2 separate regions of the Sus scrofa genome follow, and region 2 is linked to region 1. The links are chromatin contacts, called in public HiChIP or PLAC-seq maps. All regions are on one chromosome and are shown on one strand. Each heading gives the region's core, a stretch centred on a gene start, on an enhancer-like site or on the middle of the called end of the contact. The rest is flanking DNA. Distances are from core to core; before and after follow the strand shown.

The links. HiChIP or PLAC-seq counts read pairs in DNA pulled down with a chosen protein or histone mark.
Region 2: a contact with region 1 is called in an H3K27ac HiChIP or PLAC-seq map of alveolar macrophages. The contact joins the promoter of GABPB2 here to the promoter of PI4KB in region 1. A contact is called at or near these places in 1 of 5 promoter capture datasets (liver), 1 of 47 Hi-C or Micro-C datasets (heart right ventricle) and 1 of 2 datasets of contacts at active chromatin or transcription factors (alveolar macrophages).

The regions. Positions count from the first base shown.
Region 1 is chr4:97,916,500-97,921,090 of Sscrofa11.1, forward strand. PI4KB (phosphatidylinositol 4-kinase beta) reads left to right here and starts at 1,736. Exons shown (of 11, transcript XR_002343442.1): 1 at 1,736-2,142.
Region 2 is chr4:98,161,843-98,166,126 of Sscrofa11.1, forward strand. GABPB2 (GA-binding protein subunit beta-2) reads right to left here and starts at 2,113. Exons shown (of 9, transcript XM_005663482.3): 1 at 1,766-2,113. MLLT11 (myeloid/lymphoid or mixed-lineage leukemia; translocated to, 11) reads right to left here. Exons shown (of 2, transcript NM_001244607.1): 2 at 4,148-4,284.

The DNA.
Region 1 (4,591 bases), core at 486-2,985:
CGATAGATTATAGATCCCAGATCCACTGAGCATAGCCACATCCTCATGGATACTAGTCGGATTCGTATCTGCTGTGCCACAATGGGAACTACTTTTTACAGTGTTTCTCGAAAGGCTCCTCTTATAGCTTTCAAGATTCCTATCCTTTGAGGGGATGAATCAGGGTCATCACCTCTCTATGCTTGCCTGGCAGCTGATTGGGAGCTGGCCAAGGCTGCTGGGGCTGACAGATGGACTGGTGATTCCCCACTCTGGACCAGTGGTGACAAATTTAAACTATCTTTGGCACTCTTGGCCTCTTTCTCTGGTCATCTTTCATTACTCCTGCTTTAACCTAGCTTATCAGCTTGCTCTCTCATGATATAAGCAAATTCCCTTCAGAATGCTCTCTCCTCTTTTTTGCTCAGCTGGGTCATTTCCAGTATCTCACGATATTTTTGAGAAGCCTTCCATTCATTCATCGTCTACTGAGTGGCCTTCTATGTTAATTAACCACATGTTCTTTCAGCAATCAGTTACCCCATTTATTCTACTTTTGTACATACTGCACGTTTTACATAGGTATTTTCAGGCTGTTACTCTTTATTCTGCCTTCCAAACACTGAAGCAGTGACCCTCTTTTCTCTCATCATCTATCATCTATATTATTGTCCCCAAAATAGTAATATGGATAGTAATAATCTGTACTTTCTTTTAATCCTCACAAAAGCCTGTAAAGTCTTAATATTCCTGGGTCCACTCCGCAGACATAGAAACGGAAATTCACAGAGGTTAAAAAAGTCATTCCTAATCAAACAGCCCTTAAGTGGCAGAGAAGCTGGTATCCAGGATCTGGGCTCAAACAACTAGCCTTAATGTAGAGTATTAAATAAGGCCCAATGAGGGTTGGGATAGAGATTCTGACAGTAAAGGCTCTCACTCAATAGGCTAACTGACAAACACACAAAATTAACACCAGAAGGCCATTAGCGGGGCGCATTTTTGCTTATTTGTTTAGTTTTCTACGGTTTGGTTTTGAAAGCAGTGATGATGCCCTCCAAGCTATTGTCACTTCACTCACCTCTCCCAACCTGGGCTTGTCCAGCCCCTCCTGGATGGATCGAGGTCCGCAAGCCGGAGGCCTCCTGAGGCCAAAGGCTGCCCAGGCAGGTAGGTGGTGACCTCGAGGGCAGAACCGTGGCCTCGAGTCGCGCCCCTAACGGCGAAAGATTGACGCGGTTGGACCGCGCCATTTCTCAAGTAATAAGGGGCGTAATCTTAACGTCGTCCTTAAGATGAGTAGGAAAAGGATAGTGAGGGTGACTATATTCCCCGCCGGCCCTTTTTCTTTCTGCTATCCAGCTGGACCCCAAGCGTCCATCTCCCGACCTGATTTACTAAGGGAGTTGTGTGAAATAGTGGAGGGGAGAGAGGCACTGATTGCAATTACGGTAACTTGGTTGCTGACTTGAATGGGGTCATTTACATATAATTTGCATGTTCCTGTGCTTACTGGAGTGTGCTCACAGAAGTATGTACTTCTCTAAGACCGTATCCACGCACGCCGACCCTCCTCCTGCTCTAGGCCGGGAGCCTCTGCCCCTTATCCTGCAAATTTTACTTCCCTTTCGGCTTCCTTAGCTTCGCAGAAGCTGCATCTCAGGTCCGCCTCCCAAAGACTGGCCCCTCCTCCCGCCCATAAGCTCCTCCCTACGGCCGCTCCTCCCTCCCCAGCTTCCAAATATCTCTTCCCCGCCCCCTTCTCTATTTCTGAACAGGCGTGTTCCAGACAGCTCACTCGACACCTTAGATTACTATGGGTTCGGTAGGGTCCTGAGCCTCAGAGAAGCAGGAAAGCATAGCCCAAGAAGGGCCTGAACTCAGAAGAAGAAGCAAGATCTGCTGGGATTTTTTTCTTTGGTCTTGGTTGTGCGAAGGAGGAAAAAAAGGTTGTGAGGCCCGGTCGAACGCAAGGCATTGCGAAGGCCCCCTCAGGCGGCGCCGAGGGCAGCCCGGCAGCCGGGGCCTGGTGCAGCCGCCGCGGCCGCTGTCAGGGAAGCGCAGGCGGCCAATGGAACCCGGGAGCGGACGCTGCTGCTGAGGCGGCGGTGTCGGCAGTCCGACCCCGACCGCCCGCACCCCCTCCGCGGGGGTCCCCCGGAGGTAAGCGACTCCTACCCCGTGAGTGCCCCTTGCCCTGTGTGTGGAAGGGTCTCTCTCCCACCCTGTCCCGCACAGCCTCCCCCGCCCCCACACCTCGGTTCGGCCACAAAACTGCCCTGCTGATGGCTGCTGCACCCAGGTTCCTTTTCCACCTTTTTTTCCCAAGCCTGGGGTCCTCCTCTGCTTTTTGGCTTCCTCTTCTGTTTAGCTCCTCCCTCTGCCCCGGGGATTCCCCCCTCCCTCACTCTTATCCCTGTCGCCTCCGTCCCGAATTATTTTCTCTTAAGTCGTCAGCCCTTCCCACATCACGATGCCTTTTATATCGTCCATCCTTGCTTGTCTTTCCTCGTTGTCTGTCCTCCAGCCCCGAATCTTTCTTATGGGCTCCGCCTTTAGCCCTTTTCCCGTTTTGCCCCTTTACTCCGATGTCCCTGCAACCCAGGCGCTGGGTTCCCGTTTCCCTGAGCTAAAGATTGTAGCCCTCTCTTCTTCTGCTACTTCTTATTCCATTACCTCATTGCCACCCACCCACCCAGTTCCTGGCTTCCAAGATTTGTCTCTTCCCTTTTCCTTAAGGGATCTCAGGCGCTCATCATCATTCCCAAAGCACCATTTACATTCTACTTTGACCTTAATCCTTACTCTTCTCTGGAGCGCTTTATGATTCCTGTAACTTTCTTTAGCTTCCCTCTCCCCTTACTCAATACCCCAACCTCGGAGGTTTATTCCTGTAGAAGAAAGATCTGACAGTGCCCCTTCCCATTGAGGATTTATAAGTTTGACACCTCTCTTGAGTTTCAAGGGTTTTGCTGATCCTTGTGACACTTGATTCTGCTTTCCCTGTGGTCTTTATGTGTCCTCTGTCATACTCTTTACCTTTGCATACCACTGATTGCAGGATCAGCTTAACCTTGAACTAAGAAGAAAATGTGTTGGGAGGAGGGAGAACCTCAGCTGTCTCAGGCTTTTCTCGGACAGAAGGATGGAGCAAGTTTGAAGTTCCTATCAGATTACATTTTTGTGGGAGGGATGAACAGGCCTGCATGGACGCTGAAGGAGATTGTGAGAAATTTTGTATTAGATTATTTACTTTTAGGCTCGTCTTAAAGGGATCACAGAATAGATCTCTCCTAAGAGGAATCAGTTCACAGTCTGTTGCTTTACTAAAATGGTTTTGGTTGATTCCATAAGACCTTAGGCCTGGAGTGGGGTTGAGGAGGGTGGCAACTGGGAAAAGGAACATGAGACAATGGAAAGAGCTTATACATCAGAATTAGGACTCCTGGGTTCACATGTGACTTCCTCACTTGACCTTTAGAGTGCCCTTTATTGGGAAAACGGGTCATTCCGTAGGCATCAGTGCAGAAACAGGCTAATAGGATGTGAGTTGGGAGAAAAATTAGACTTAAGTATTTTTTTACAAAACATTCTGGATTATTCAGACACACGGTAATTATTAATATTGATTTAGTTCTGAGAATTTTCCTTCTTTCTGGTCTGTCGGGCCTTTCTAGTCTACAGCAATGGGAGTAAATCAGCTGAAGGACAAGCTCTAGGCCCGCTTCTTTGATCTGCCTTGATTTTTTGCCTTCCTGCTTTAAGTTGCTGATCACCTCTGCTGTTCCTCTTGTACTTGAGCCATTACTCTAGATTCTGTAGGTGGAAAGTATGTTTGTGGGTAACCCCTTTGAGTAAACTGGCTAGAAAAGAAGACTTGGTGAGAGTTCCCGTTGTGGCGCAGTGGTTAACGAATCCGACTAGGAACCAAGAGGTTGCGGGTTCGGTCCTTGCCCTTGCTCAGTGGGTTAACGATCCAGCGTTGCCGTGAGCTGTGGTGTAGGTTGCAGACGTGGCTCAGATCCCGCGTTGCTGTGGCTCTGGCGTAGGCCGGTGGCTACAGCGCCGATTCAACCCCTAGCCTGGGAACCTCCACATGCCGCGGAAGCGGCCCAAGAAAATGGCAAAAAAAGACCAAAAAAAAACCTTGGAGTGAGATGGGACTTAGGAAACTAGTTGCTCCCTTGTATGCTGTAGCCTGCAGTAGCGAAGAGGGCACATGAAGTTCTGCTCTGCTTCCTCTAGGCCTGTTTGAAAGTAATCGTGCTACCTCATCCCACTTCTCCCTTTGTCTCCCTCCTTGTTAGCCAGTGTCCAGTCTCATGATTTCCCTTTTAAGGAGCAGCTTCACTCCTTGAAAACACCTCCAGAGAGAAATTGTATTTCCCCTGGTTTCCCTGCTTCTATTCCTTCTCAGAGCTGGAGCCACAGTGCATGAGAACATGTTTACTGAATACCATCCAAAGCAGCAAATTGAGAATCTATGATTTGGGGAAAAGATTTGAGAGAGACCTTTCAGTAACTGGCATGAGACAAGAGAAAGCCTAGTTAAAGTGCATTTGGAGCTTGCAGCCAGGAGGAACAGTTTAGAGGAGGTGAGCGTACAGGTCGC
Region 2 (4,284 bases), core at 863-3,362, 250 kb after region 1:
CTATATGATCCAGCAATCTCACTCCTGGGCATATACCCAGAAAAAACCATAATTCAGAAAGATAGAGAGTTCCTGCTGTGGTGCAGTGGGTTATGGATCCAGTGTTGCTGCAACTTTGGCATAGGTCACAGCTGCAGCTCAGATTCAATCCCTGGCCCAGGAACTTCCATAAGCTGCAGATGTGGCCAAAGAAAAAAAATTTTGAAAAGATGTTTGCACCAGCATGTTCACAGCAGCACTATTTCCAAAACCCAAGACATGGAAACAAACTAAATGTCCGTCAACAAATGAATGGATAACAATGTAGCGCACACACACACACAATGGAATATTACTCAGTCATCCAAAAGATGCCATTTGCAGAAATAATGCCATTTGCAGCAAAATGGATGGAGATCATCATACTTGGTGAATTAAGTCAGAAAGATAAAGACAAGTACCATATGCTACCAAGTATGTAGAATCTAAAATACGACACAAATCAACAGGAACTACAGAAGTTCCCTGGTGATGCAGTAGCTTAAGTATCTGGTGTTGCTGCAGCTTTGGCACAGGCCAGTGCAGGTTTGATCCCTAGCTGGGGAACTATTGCATGCCATGAGTGCTAGGGGGTGGGGGGAACCCAAAAAGCAAAAAACGTATTTATAAAACAAAAACAGACTCACAGACATAGAGAACAGAATTGCGGATTCCAAGGGGGCTAAGGGATGGGAGAGAGAAGGACTGAGAGTTTGGGATTAGCAGATGCAGACTAATATATACAGAATGGATAAATAGCAGGATCCTACCCTGTAGCACAGGGAACTGTAATCAATTTCCTCTGATAAACCATAACGGAAAATAACACGAAAAAGAATATATTTCTGGCACAGAGGGTTAAGGATCCCCCGTTGTCACTGCAGCAGCTTGGGTCATTGCTGTGGTGTGGCTTCGATCCCTGGCCAGGGAACTTCCGCATGACATTTTGATTTTAAAAATTAAAAACAAAAAGAGTTGAGAGAGAAAAGTCCTTCTGGTAAGAGGGAGAGGAATGGGATGATGTCTGCTCACTCAAGGAAATCTATGAGATTATCACAATATTATAAGCAACAAGACTTCAATAAACTAAAAAATAAGGAAAAAAAATCTGTGAGAATAGGAGAAAGCTAATGGCAAGGAGAAATGAAATCGAAGAACTCATGATTTGCCAACCTTTTTTCCTTTTTCTATTGCACACGTCCCCACTGGGCCGCCAGCTGTACAAACAACCCTGCAAGAACTGGAGGCGGGGCCCTTGCTGCTATTTCTCAGTTTACTGAGCTCACTAATAATCTTAAGGCTAACACTCGGGTCAGAGAATTAGAATCTCCGTTTTCTCATCTATCACAACTCCCCCAGCGCCTCAGCAATGTTCAGTCTTTCTGGAAGAGTCAACTTGTGGCAGGGAGCCAAGGTCTCAGCCTAGAGGGCCACCCCCGGATCGGGCTCCGCGCTGCCCCCTAGTGGTCACCTCTGTGGCCTTGCCTTCCCTCGGTCCGGCTCCCCAGCCCCAGGTCTTACACCCACCCCCTTCTTCACCTCCTCCTAGTCCCCTCCCCTTCCTCCCGGCAGCATCCCCTTCCTCTTCGTCCCCTTCCCCCAGCTAACCCCGTTCCAGTGAAGGGGCGCCGCTCTGTCTGCACCCAGAGGTCCGGGGCTGGGCTAGGAGGCGGTGCAACTTCTCAAGGCAGTCTTCCTTCCAGCCCTGACGCCCCCCAGAGCCCAGACATCTCTCCTCCCTCCTTACCTCCTCGTCCGGGACGCTGCCGGCTGTGCTTTCGCCGAGCCCGCCAGTTTGGTCCTGTTTCCTTCTCTAGTTAAAGCTCCCTGTCAATGATGGTTACTTTTTGGCCTTTTCATATATACATATTTTGGGGGCCTTTAACCCCCCCTCGTGGAGAAATGGAGGCTGCAAAATGGCGGACCCGGAAGTGAAGACGGCGAATATAATTTCTGGCGGAAGAATCTGTGAAGAGAATGTGGTTAGAAAATCCACATTTGCACTCGAACAGAAGGGTGATGCACCCCTGAGGCTCATTTTCTATTCTCCGAAAGTCTTTTGAGGTGAAGTAGTGCGTATCTATGTTATCTCAGACGGGACTATTTAGCGAGGCGGAGGATTGTCGATTACGCGTCTTACGTGTCATATAGTTCCGGTAGGGGACGGACCTGATGGTTTGTTTTGGCGCCAAGAATCCCGGCGAACCACTGAGAGAAACTGATCTCTGCCTTGGGTTTGCATTTAGCTAGAAGCAACCAGTTTAGGGGCCAGTTTAAGGTTGAAGAGGAAACTGTTTCTCTGTCTCAACCTCGGGCGAAGATGTTTGGGACGTTGCCTGGATTTGTGCGTGAATTGAGCTCTGGTGCCCGACGGACACATTTCTAATTACAGCCTAGAGGTAAAGAGCCTAGAGCCGAGCTGTCAACTCAATGAAACAGATATCGGAGTCTTGTTTGAGGGGGTTGGAGGTGCTGAAAGGGGATGGAACGGGAGTTTGCAAATCCAGTTAGCCACTTTGTTTACCAAACAGTTGATTCCTGTCTGCACCCACCTTTCGCCGTAAGCTGAAGGACAGCGACAAGTTGGGAAAGAAGACCTTCAAAAATAGGTAGACATAGAAAAGGACAGATCACTGCTCCATTTTGTATTCGATTTTGGCTTTTGTCGTTGATGATGGGCCTTTCAAACCCTATGGGGAAGATTTACATGGTTCCCCTCTTTTCTGGATTTCTCTAGATCCTCTTGTTTTTTTGGTTTTTTTTTTTTTTTTTTTTTTTTTTGCTATTTCTTGGGCCGCTCCCGCGGCATATGGAGGTTCCCAGGCTAGGGGTTGAATCGGAGCTGCAGCCACCGGCCTACGCCAGAGCCACAGCAACGCGGGACCCGAGCCGCGTCTGCAACCTACACCACAAGCTCACAGCAACGCCGGATCGTCTACCCACTGAGCAAGAGCAGGGACCGAACCCGCAACCTCATGGTACCTAGTCGGATCCGTTAACCACTGCGCCACGACGGGAACTCCCTCCTCTTGTTCTTTAAAGGACTTAGGGCATAATGTCCCAACTGGTATTTACGGCTTCCCTTTTTATTTGAAGGTCAAAATCTTATCTCATTCATGTTTACATCCTTAGGTTGTCTGGCTCAGTGCCTCATATAGTAGGTACCCATTAGCTATTTGTAAATCAGTACAAATTGTTTATTTTTTATCATTTTTTATTTTTTATTTTTTTTAATTTATTTTTTTCTATTTCTTGGGCCGCTCCTGCGGCATATGGAGGTTCCCAGGCTAGGGGTTGAATCGGAGCTGTAGCCACCGGCCTACGCCAGAGCCACAGCAACGCGGGATCCGAGCCGCGTCTGCAACCTACACCACAGCTCACGGCAACGCCGCCGGATCGTTAACCCACTGAGCAAGGGCAGGGACCGAACCCGCAACCTCATGGTTCCTGGTCGGATTCGTTAACCACTGCGCCACGACGGGAACTCCCCCAAATTGTTTATTTTTTAAATGAGGCAAGTTATAAATAAGCATATAACATATTTGGGTTAATTTGTTTCTTTTTGTAGGCACCTAGGCTGAGATGATGAACGGCAGACTTAATGCCACAGGTACCTCCTGAGGCATCTAGCATTATTACCTCAAATACTTCGTTATTGGGCAAGCACAAGAGTGGCTGGTTACAGCTTTCTCCCAAAACACTTTAAATAATTTTGAGTTGGAGTTGCCCTGTGGCTCAGCAGGGGACTAGTATTCATGAGGATGTGGGTTCAATCCCTGGCCTAGCTCAGTGGGCTAAAGATCCATTGTTCTGAGCTGCAGCGTTGTGGAGGATGTGGCTTGGATCCAGTGTTTCTGTGGCTGTGGTATAGGCCGGCAGCTCCAATTCGACCCCCAGCCTGAAAACTTCCTTATGCTGCTGGTGTGGTCTTAAGAAAAATAATAATAATTTTAAGTTGATTTCACCCTTTTTCTTGTCACCTATCTGTTCAACATAAAGTTCATCATTTTAATGTATAAAGGCTACTCAAATCCTTCTTCCTCAAAGTTAATATTAGATATTATGTATAAGCTGAACGTGGGCGCTCTGTACTGCTTCCCTTGTGGAGAGAGAACTAAGAGTCCAGTCCTGGGATTGAATGTCTTTATTAAAGAAGTGATTAAATGGCAACACAAATCACCAGAAGTAATTTTGGAAGGAGTGGGAACAAGGTGTAGGGTCAGAGTGTGATTGTTCATTTTATTGGTCTCAAGGTGGCTGAAGAAC